2 separate regions of the Mus musculus genome follow, and region 1 is linked to region 2. A link is a contact called in public promoter capture Hi-C data. All regions are on one chromosome and are shown on one strand. Each heading gives the region's core, a stretch centred on a gene start, on an enhancer-like site or on the middle of the called end of the contact. The rest is flanking DNA. Distances are from core to core; before and after follow the strand shown. Region 1 has its middle 9.6 kb from the start of Nfam1. Region 2 has its middle 36 kb from the start of Cyp2d34.

Region 1 (3,305 bases), core at 243-2,742, 390 kb after region 2:
GAGTGCTGAGATTACAGGCGTGTGCGGGGCATACCTGGTTCATACAATGTCTGGGATCAAACCCAGGGCTTCCCGCAGGCTCGCCGAGCATCCTATGAACTGCTCTGCGTCTGCAGCCCTTTGCCATGCCATAGTCCATGGAAAGGGTTTTAGCTTTGGGGTCCAGCTTATCTCGTGTAGGAGCAGCACACACTCTGGCTTTGTGGCGTGGCGGGTTTTCTGAATGAGCGCTAATCTTAAAATTCTTTGGATGGATCCCACTTACACCCCACGTTGCTTTGAAACCTCCCTGCGGGAGCCTGTTCTGTTAGCTTTGTTGATGTCAGCACTTCATGCCAAACCAGCAAGAAATTTAAATCCTTTCCATCCCGGCCGTTGGTTCATTCTACTTCCCTTCATGCCTCAGTGGGAATGTTCTGGAAGCCATGTGTCCCCTTAGACAGACAGCAGAATAACTGAACTGTACACAGAGGTAACTTCGAGTCCTATGGAATACTCCAAATGCCAAGTTAAATGCGTTCCCAAGTCAGTTTTCCCAAAATATGCCCTAGCTGGCCAAAACCAGCCGGCTGGGCGGGAGTCAGGAAGGAGAGAACTAACACTTGAGGCCAAAAGGAATCACATCAGCAAGCTTTGAGACGCATCCGACCCTGTGAACACGGTTGGAAAGAATCGCATGTATAAAGAAGTGGGTGGACCCTGGCAACTACCTCTTGGTAACTCCAGAGAAAGTACACCCCCCCCCCAATACACACACAAACACAAAAATGCAGTGCCCAAATTTTGCTTTGAGGCAGAGTTTCACTATGTGGCCTAGATTGGCCTTGAGTTCACTATGTAGCTCAGGCTGGCCTCCAACTCAAAATCTGCTTGCCTCATCCTCTGGAGTGCTGGGGTTACAAACATACCTCCACTCCTGGCCTACCTCCGGATCCTTTTGTCTCTCGCTCAGGAGGCCCAGCCTCTCAGTCAGCCTTTCCCAGGTGATAATGACTCTGCCTTAGGCAGGAGGTTTGGGTTCAAGGTCCTACCTAACCCTGCCTCTGGGCAAACTGTCCAGGAGGCCTGACATTACTTCCTTCATTGGTAAACTGAGAATAGTCCCATTAGTCCCTGTTCCCTGCTGCAGATGTGCCTGTAAACTGTGAGTGGCCACGGGTCATATGGGGCATCTCATAGAGCACTGTAAGGTGGCTCAGTTCTGTCAGAGCAGAACTGTCAAACTCTATTGGGGTAGCCTGGAGCTCATGAGTTTCAGGGTGGTATTTCTGAATCGGGTCTCTGAACTCACCTCCAAACTGGGCTGGAGGCCATGCCTCCAGAATCCAGAATCCAGTGTCATGCTGGCTTAGCCTAGGCACTCTGCCATGCTAACCATAGCTGCCTCAGCAGACAGACTCCAGAGGTAAAAATCTGAAAGGCCTCCTGCAGTTCCTCAGCTCAGGCCTGATGGCTGACAAGCCCCTCCTCCTGCTGTGGAGAACTCCAGCCCGCACTTTCCCTCCAACTCAACCCACCCCCTCTTCATCCTGGCATCAAAAGCCTGTTTGATCAGCTTTTCATCCATTTTCTAAAGATTGTGGCGACTGAGGGATGTTCTGAATCTCTCAGAATTATACATACTATACCCTGGCCCTGCGTCGGGGCAGCCACAAGCCTGACTTTGGGTGGCTGCCGGGCTCTCTGACAGTCCTTTATCACTCATACCCCTGAGGCCCCCTTGGCCCCTGGTCCTACCAGAGTCATCATGAGGACAGGGTCAACACAACATCTGCAGAGGGTCGGGAGCCCTGGGCAGAGATCAGATGTTCCTGTAACTGGGGTGAGCCAGGAAGGGGGGGGGACCAGATCTGTGGGAAAAGGTGATGTCTGTGCAGTATGTGTCCCCTGTGCCCCCTCCTCTTTGCTGACAGGAGGGAAGACTGATGGAGTCCTGCCTGAGTATTCTGTATGGAGTCTTTAGTCATAAGCCTTCTCATTTGCTGGTAAATCCCGGGTTTACTGAGCAGTTTTTCAACCGTTTTCGCCCCGTGAGCTTCCCGGGAAACCCTTGGGGGAAAGGGGAATATGAGCTGAGTTAGAAGAGCCAGGACACGCTGGAGCCTGTGAGGTCAGGAGAGAGCCCAGCGGGGCGAGGCAGAAGTCGGAGAGGGTGCTGGGTCAGAGTCCAAAAAGCATACCATGAAAAGACACGTTAAAGGAAAAGTGGGGCATCGTGCGACACACCTGTGATTCCAGCCTGTAATCCCAGATGGGTCAGGGTCAACCTCCACTAAGTAGCAAAGTTGAGGCTAGCCTGGGTTACATGAGACCGCGCGCGCGCGCGCGCGCGTGTGTGTGTGTGTGTGTGTACACAAGCGGGGGAGGGCGAGGGGGTTAAGAAAGGAGGGAGAGAGAGACAGAGGCAGGCAGAGAAAGACAGAGAATCCAGAACTGTATCCCACCTTAGGGAATTCCATAACCTTTGTTACTTTTTGCCTCTGTGGACACTGAGAGCCTAGACCTTTCGTGTGAGATCTGGCTTGCTTGCTCTTTGGGAAAGATGTGTGACCTCAGCACCCAGTCCTTTCTATTTGAAGGTTCCCTGCCATCCCCATGGATAAGGAAGCTAAGTGATTTTTCCCAGGCCAGTTGATGGCCTTTGAGCCAGTGGGTGGCTGGCCCCACTCAGGTCAGTGTAGGGCAGCTAGTGCCGGAGCCCGGCAGGATGGCTAACTCAGGAGGGGTCCAGTTCTACTGCCAGGTCCTGCATGGCTGTCTACAGTGGGAAAAAAGTGTCTGGCCTTGTGCAGATGGCGGCAGGACAGCAAGCAGGCTAAGGACAATCTGGCAAGCAAAAGAACCAGAAAGTTGGGGGAGGGCAGGAAAAGCAAGCCGCCATTGTTGGGGCGTGGGGAAGAAGTTTGCTGGGCAGGCCCGACACAGCAGAAAGACATGAGTGAAACGGTTGGGAGAAGAGAGTGGGCGGGCGCCATGGACCTTATGAGGAATGGCAAGCTGTGACCCTCTGCTTAGGGGCTGTTCTAGCTCACCTGCCCCAGGCAAGGCCTGGAGAATGAACCGACAGACAGGGGAGGGAATAGTGTGATGGTGACCACAGAGGCCAGCCAGGGGCTGGTCCAGCTTGTTTTGCTACTCAACTGCTTTCTTCATGTTCCTAACCCCCCAAGTACAGTAAAACAAAACAAAACAAAAACCTTTTATCTCAAGAACACACACACACACTCACACACACAAGAGTGAAGTGCCCCGTGGCCGCCTGGGAAGAGCAGAGGATTTGGTAGCACCCCCAGGGCACCCACAGG
Region 2 (3,545 bases), core at 593-3,092:
GTGAATCAGGTCTACCAGTAATATGAATATGACTGTGAATATGGCCACAGGCCAGTCCCAGTCAGCAGCCATATCACAGACCCACTGCTGCCCAATAACCAATGACCAACACTCAATACAACAAAAGACCAACACTCAATACAACTCCTGGTATCACGAAGCCCCAAGCTTGGAGCCTGTCACATATAAGAGTGCCGTGGTTGCCCTCTGTCTTCTGAGTTCATCCCCAATCCTATGTTTTGTTTGGTCAAGTGTTGGGAAGGAACAGTGATGTTCAGTGTCTCCGGGGAGTTGAGCATGCTTGGCTGAGCATGGTAGGTATATGCCTAGTAGACCTCTCCTTCAAGATCGATTATCTTTTCATTGTGTGCAAACAAACATCTTGTATGCCAACATTTTCAAAGCTTTGGGGGGGTGGGCTTAGAACATTGCCCCTAAAGAGACCTCCTAGTCCTTCATGGAGAACTTTGCTGGCAGGATATGAGGGATGACTGGTACCCAATCAATGGCTTCTGTGGATGTGTGAGCAGGAGGAAACTGTTTCCTGCAGTTGAGGGAAAGAGGCTGGATCCACTATGGTGAGGGAATGGCAATAGGAAAAGACAGCTCAAGTCATGATGGGTAAGTGAAGGCCAATGGGGGGGGAGGCAGCTGGAGCATGTGTCATCTTCATTACAGGTCTGTGCTCATCCAGTTGATCAGGAAGGATGTAATACAACACGAAATTTCTCTCACCCAATCTATGGAAGCTAAAAAATGGTCTGAGAATCTTAGGGTGCCACTAATTGGTTCAGGGAATTGTCAAATGCTGGCCTAGCTCTCTTATTCACCCTTCGTTTAATTGGTCATTCAATCTCTCCTGTCAATAGTCTTCCACATGGGCATAGGTAAGGCAGATTTCTCTTCAGGCCAGAGGCCTGTGGTCAGGATGGGTTGCATTGAGGAAAACAGAAAGATGATTCCTGAGTCTTTTATCAAATAGTGCTTGTGTGCTGGGCACTGCTGTGCCACAACACATGCCAGCTCACCATTCACTAGGGTCAACGTAGGCTCAGTCCCTATTCTTGATGGATCCAGACCTCTGAATATCAAAGGCTCAGAAGTCTTAGTGGAATCCAAGCAGGCTTTCTCTGCTGCACCTTCAGTGTGGCAGAAGGGAGGCAGGGGCAGAGCAGAGACCACACCATGCAGCCCCACAACAAGGACTAGACACGGGTCTCCTCCTCTCTGCTGACCATGCTGCCCCTGCACTGACCACCTCTGTGTCACTGGAGACAGTGGGTGACTCCATGCTTATTGCTGGCCTGAAACTTCTAATCCTGCTTGCTCTTCCTGTCCATGATTCTTGGTCCTCCCCAAACCAGTTCCCTAGAATGGCACCATAGGTTGAGGCAAAGACAAGGAAGGGTCTTTCTTGAGCCCCAACACATCCTGAAAGGATGCCATGAGAGGCAGGACACCAGCATGGATTATAATAAGGGTATTTGGAAGACAACTTGCATAGGTCACTGACAGACTCAGGTTGCTGGGTTCCTCTGGTTTGCTCCAGGACACTTACGGTGCATGTTATGGTGCCTGATGCTTACACCTGCATGTCAGTGCTGGGGTGACACATTCGGCCTCTCATCTACCTGTCTGTGTCATACATGACATTATCAAAGAGAAGCAGCAGTGCTGACTGGGTGGTGGTCCCAGTGGGGTAACAACTGACTAAGGCTGGATGTTTCTACATCAAGTAAGTGAGATAAGTGCACAGAAAAGCAAGGGATGTCACACAATCTATGCTGTAATGGGTTTCCTGTCTGTCTCCAGCTCTTGGGAGAGGAACTGGATGCTCTTTTAACCATCTGTCTGTTGGCACTGTTCATTTTCCTTCATCCTCAGTCCATGTCCTCTCAGCCATGTGAACAACTGTGGTCTGTTAGGATCATGTGACTTTAGAAATACTGGGGTCTGGATACTCATGTCAGCAGCACAGGTGTGTCATGTCCACAACAGGATGCTGAGTTCTGGGCATCAGGAGCAGCTGGTCTCCCAGATTTGTTATTCTCTGCAATCAGGTTTAGAAAATTGATTTCTGTCGTTTCGATGCTCTGGAAGAGGACAGATGGAACATGGGAACATTTTTCCTGGACTCTATCCTGTATTCTGTTTATTTCCCTTTCTTGCTTTTGATATGTCTTGTTTCAGTGATATTATGATTGAGGTGATTTTAAGAGACATCTTTTTTTAAAAAAAAATATTAGATATTTTCTTCATTTACATTTCAAATGCTATCCAGAAATTCCCCTATACCCTCCCCACCACCCTGCTCCCCAACCCACCCACTAGCACTTCTTCGCCATGGCATTCCCCTGTACTGGGGCATATAAAGTTAGCAATACCAAGAGGCCTCTCTTCCCAATGATGGCTGACTAGGCCATCTTCTGCTACATATGCAGCAAGAGACAGGAGTTCTGGGAGTACTGGTTAGTTCATATTGTTGTTCCACCTATCGATCAGGTTGCAGACACCCTCAGCTCCTTGGGTACTTTCTCTAGCGCCTCCACTGGGGGCCCTGTATTCCATCCAATATGTGACTGTGAGCATCCACTTCTGTATTTGCCAGGCACTGCATAGCCTCACAAGAGACAGCTATATCAGGGTCCTTTCAGCAAAATCTTGCTGGCATATGCAATAGTGTCTGCGTTTGGTGGCTGATTGTGGGATGGATCCCTGAGTGGGGCAGTCTCTGGATGGTCCACCCTTTCATCTCAGCACAAAACTTTGTCTCTCTAACTCCTTCCATGGGATTTTGTTCCCTATTGTAAGGAGGAATGAAGTATCCACACGTTGGTTTTCCTTCTTGATTTTCTTGTGTTTTGCAAATTGTATCTTGGATATTCTAAGTTTCTGGGCTAATATCCACTTATCAGTGAGTGCATATCAAGTGAGTTCTTTTGTGACTGGGTTAACTCACTCAGGATGATATCCTCCAGATGCATCCATTTGCCTAGAATTTCATGAATTCACTTTTTAAATAGCTGAATAATACTCCATTGTGTAAATGTACCACATTTTCTGTATCCATTCCTCTGTTGAGGGACATCTGGGTTCTTTCCAACTTCTGACTATTATAAATAGGGCTGCTATGAATATAGTGAAACATGTGTCCTTATTACAAGTTGGGACATCTTCTGGATATATGCCCAGGAGAGGAATTGCTGGATCTTCCGGTAGTACTATGTCCAATTTTCTGAGGAACTGCCAGACTGATTTCCAGAGTGGTTGTACCAACTTGCAATCCCACAAACAATGGAGGAGTGTCCACATTCTTGGGAGCATCTGCTTTCACCTGAATTTTTGATCTTAGCCATTCTGAGTGGTGTGAGGTAGAATCTCAGAATTGTTTTGATTTGCATTTCCCTGGTGATTAAGGATGTTGAACATTTTTAAGGTGCTTCTCAGCCATTCGGTATTCCTCAGTTGAGGAATGTGTGACATTCGTTTTATCTTGGTCATCCTGATAAGAACCTAGAGACAATGACCAGGGAGTTTTGTTTATT

The links. Promoter capture Hi-C pulls out the DNA fragments that hold promoters and counts their contacts.
Region 1: a contact with region 2 is called in a promoter capture Hi-C map of hippocampal neurons, with 3 times the contacts expected there. The contact joins two enhancer-like sites. A contact is called at or near these places in 1 of 39 promoter capture datasets (hippocampal neurons), 4 of 115 datasets of contacts at active chromatin or transcription factors (all in embryonic stem cells) and 1 of 9 other capture datasets (embryonic stem cells).

The regions. Positions count from the first base shown.
Region 1 is chr15:83,041,374-83,044,678 of GRCm38.p6, forward strand. No RefSeq gene overlaps it. Among named protein-coding and RNA genes, the nearest start is that of Nfam1, 9.6 kb to the left of the region's middle. Within about 2 kb of position 1,493, at least 51 of the 459 cell types and tissues checked have an H3K27ac peak or open chromatin away from gene starts, as enhancers often do. A contact at or near this core is called in hippocampal neurons, where this site is marked.
Region 2 is chr15:82,654,644-82,658,188 of GRCm38.p6, forward strand. It overlaps the pseudogene Cyp2d35-ps. Among named protein-coding and RNA genes, the nearest start is that of Cyp2d34, 36 kb to the left of the region's middle. Within about 2 kb of position 1,843, at least 4 of the 459 cell types and tissues checked have an H3K27ac peak or open chromatin away from gene starts, as enhancers often do. A contact at or near this core is called in hippocampal neurons, where this site is marked.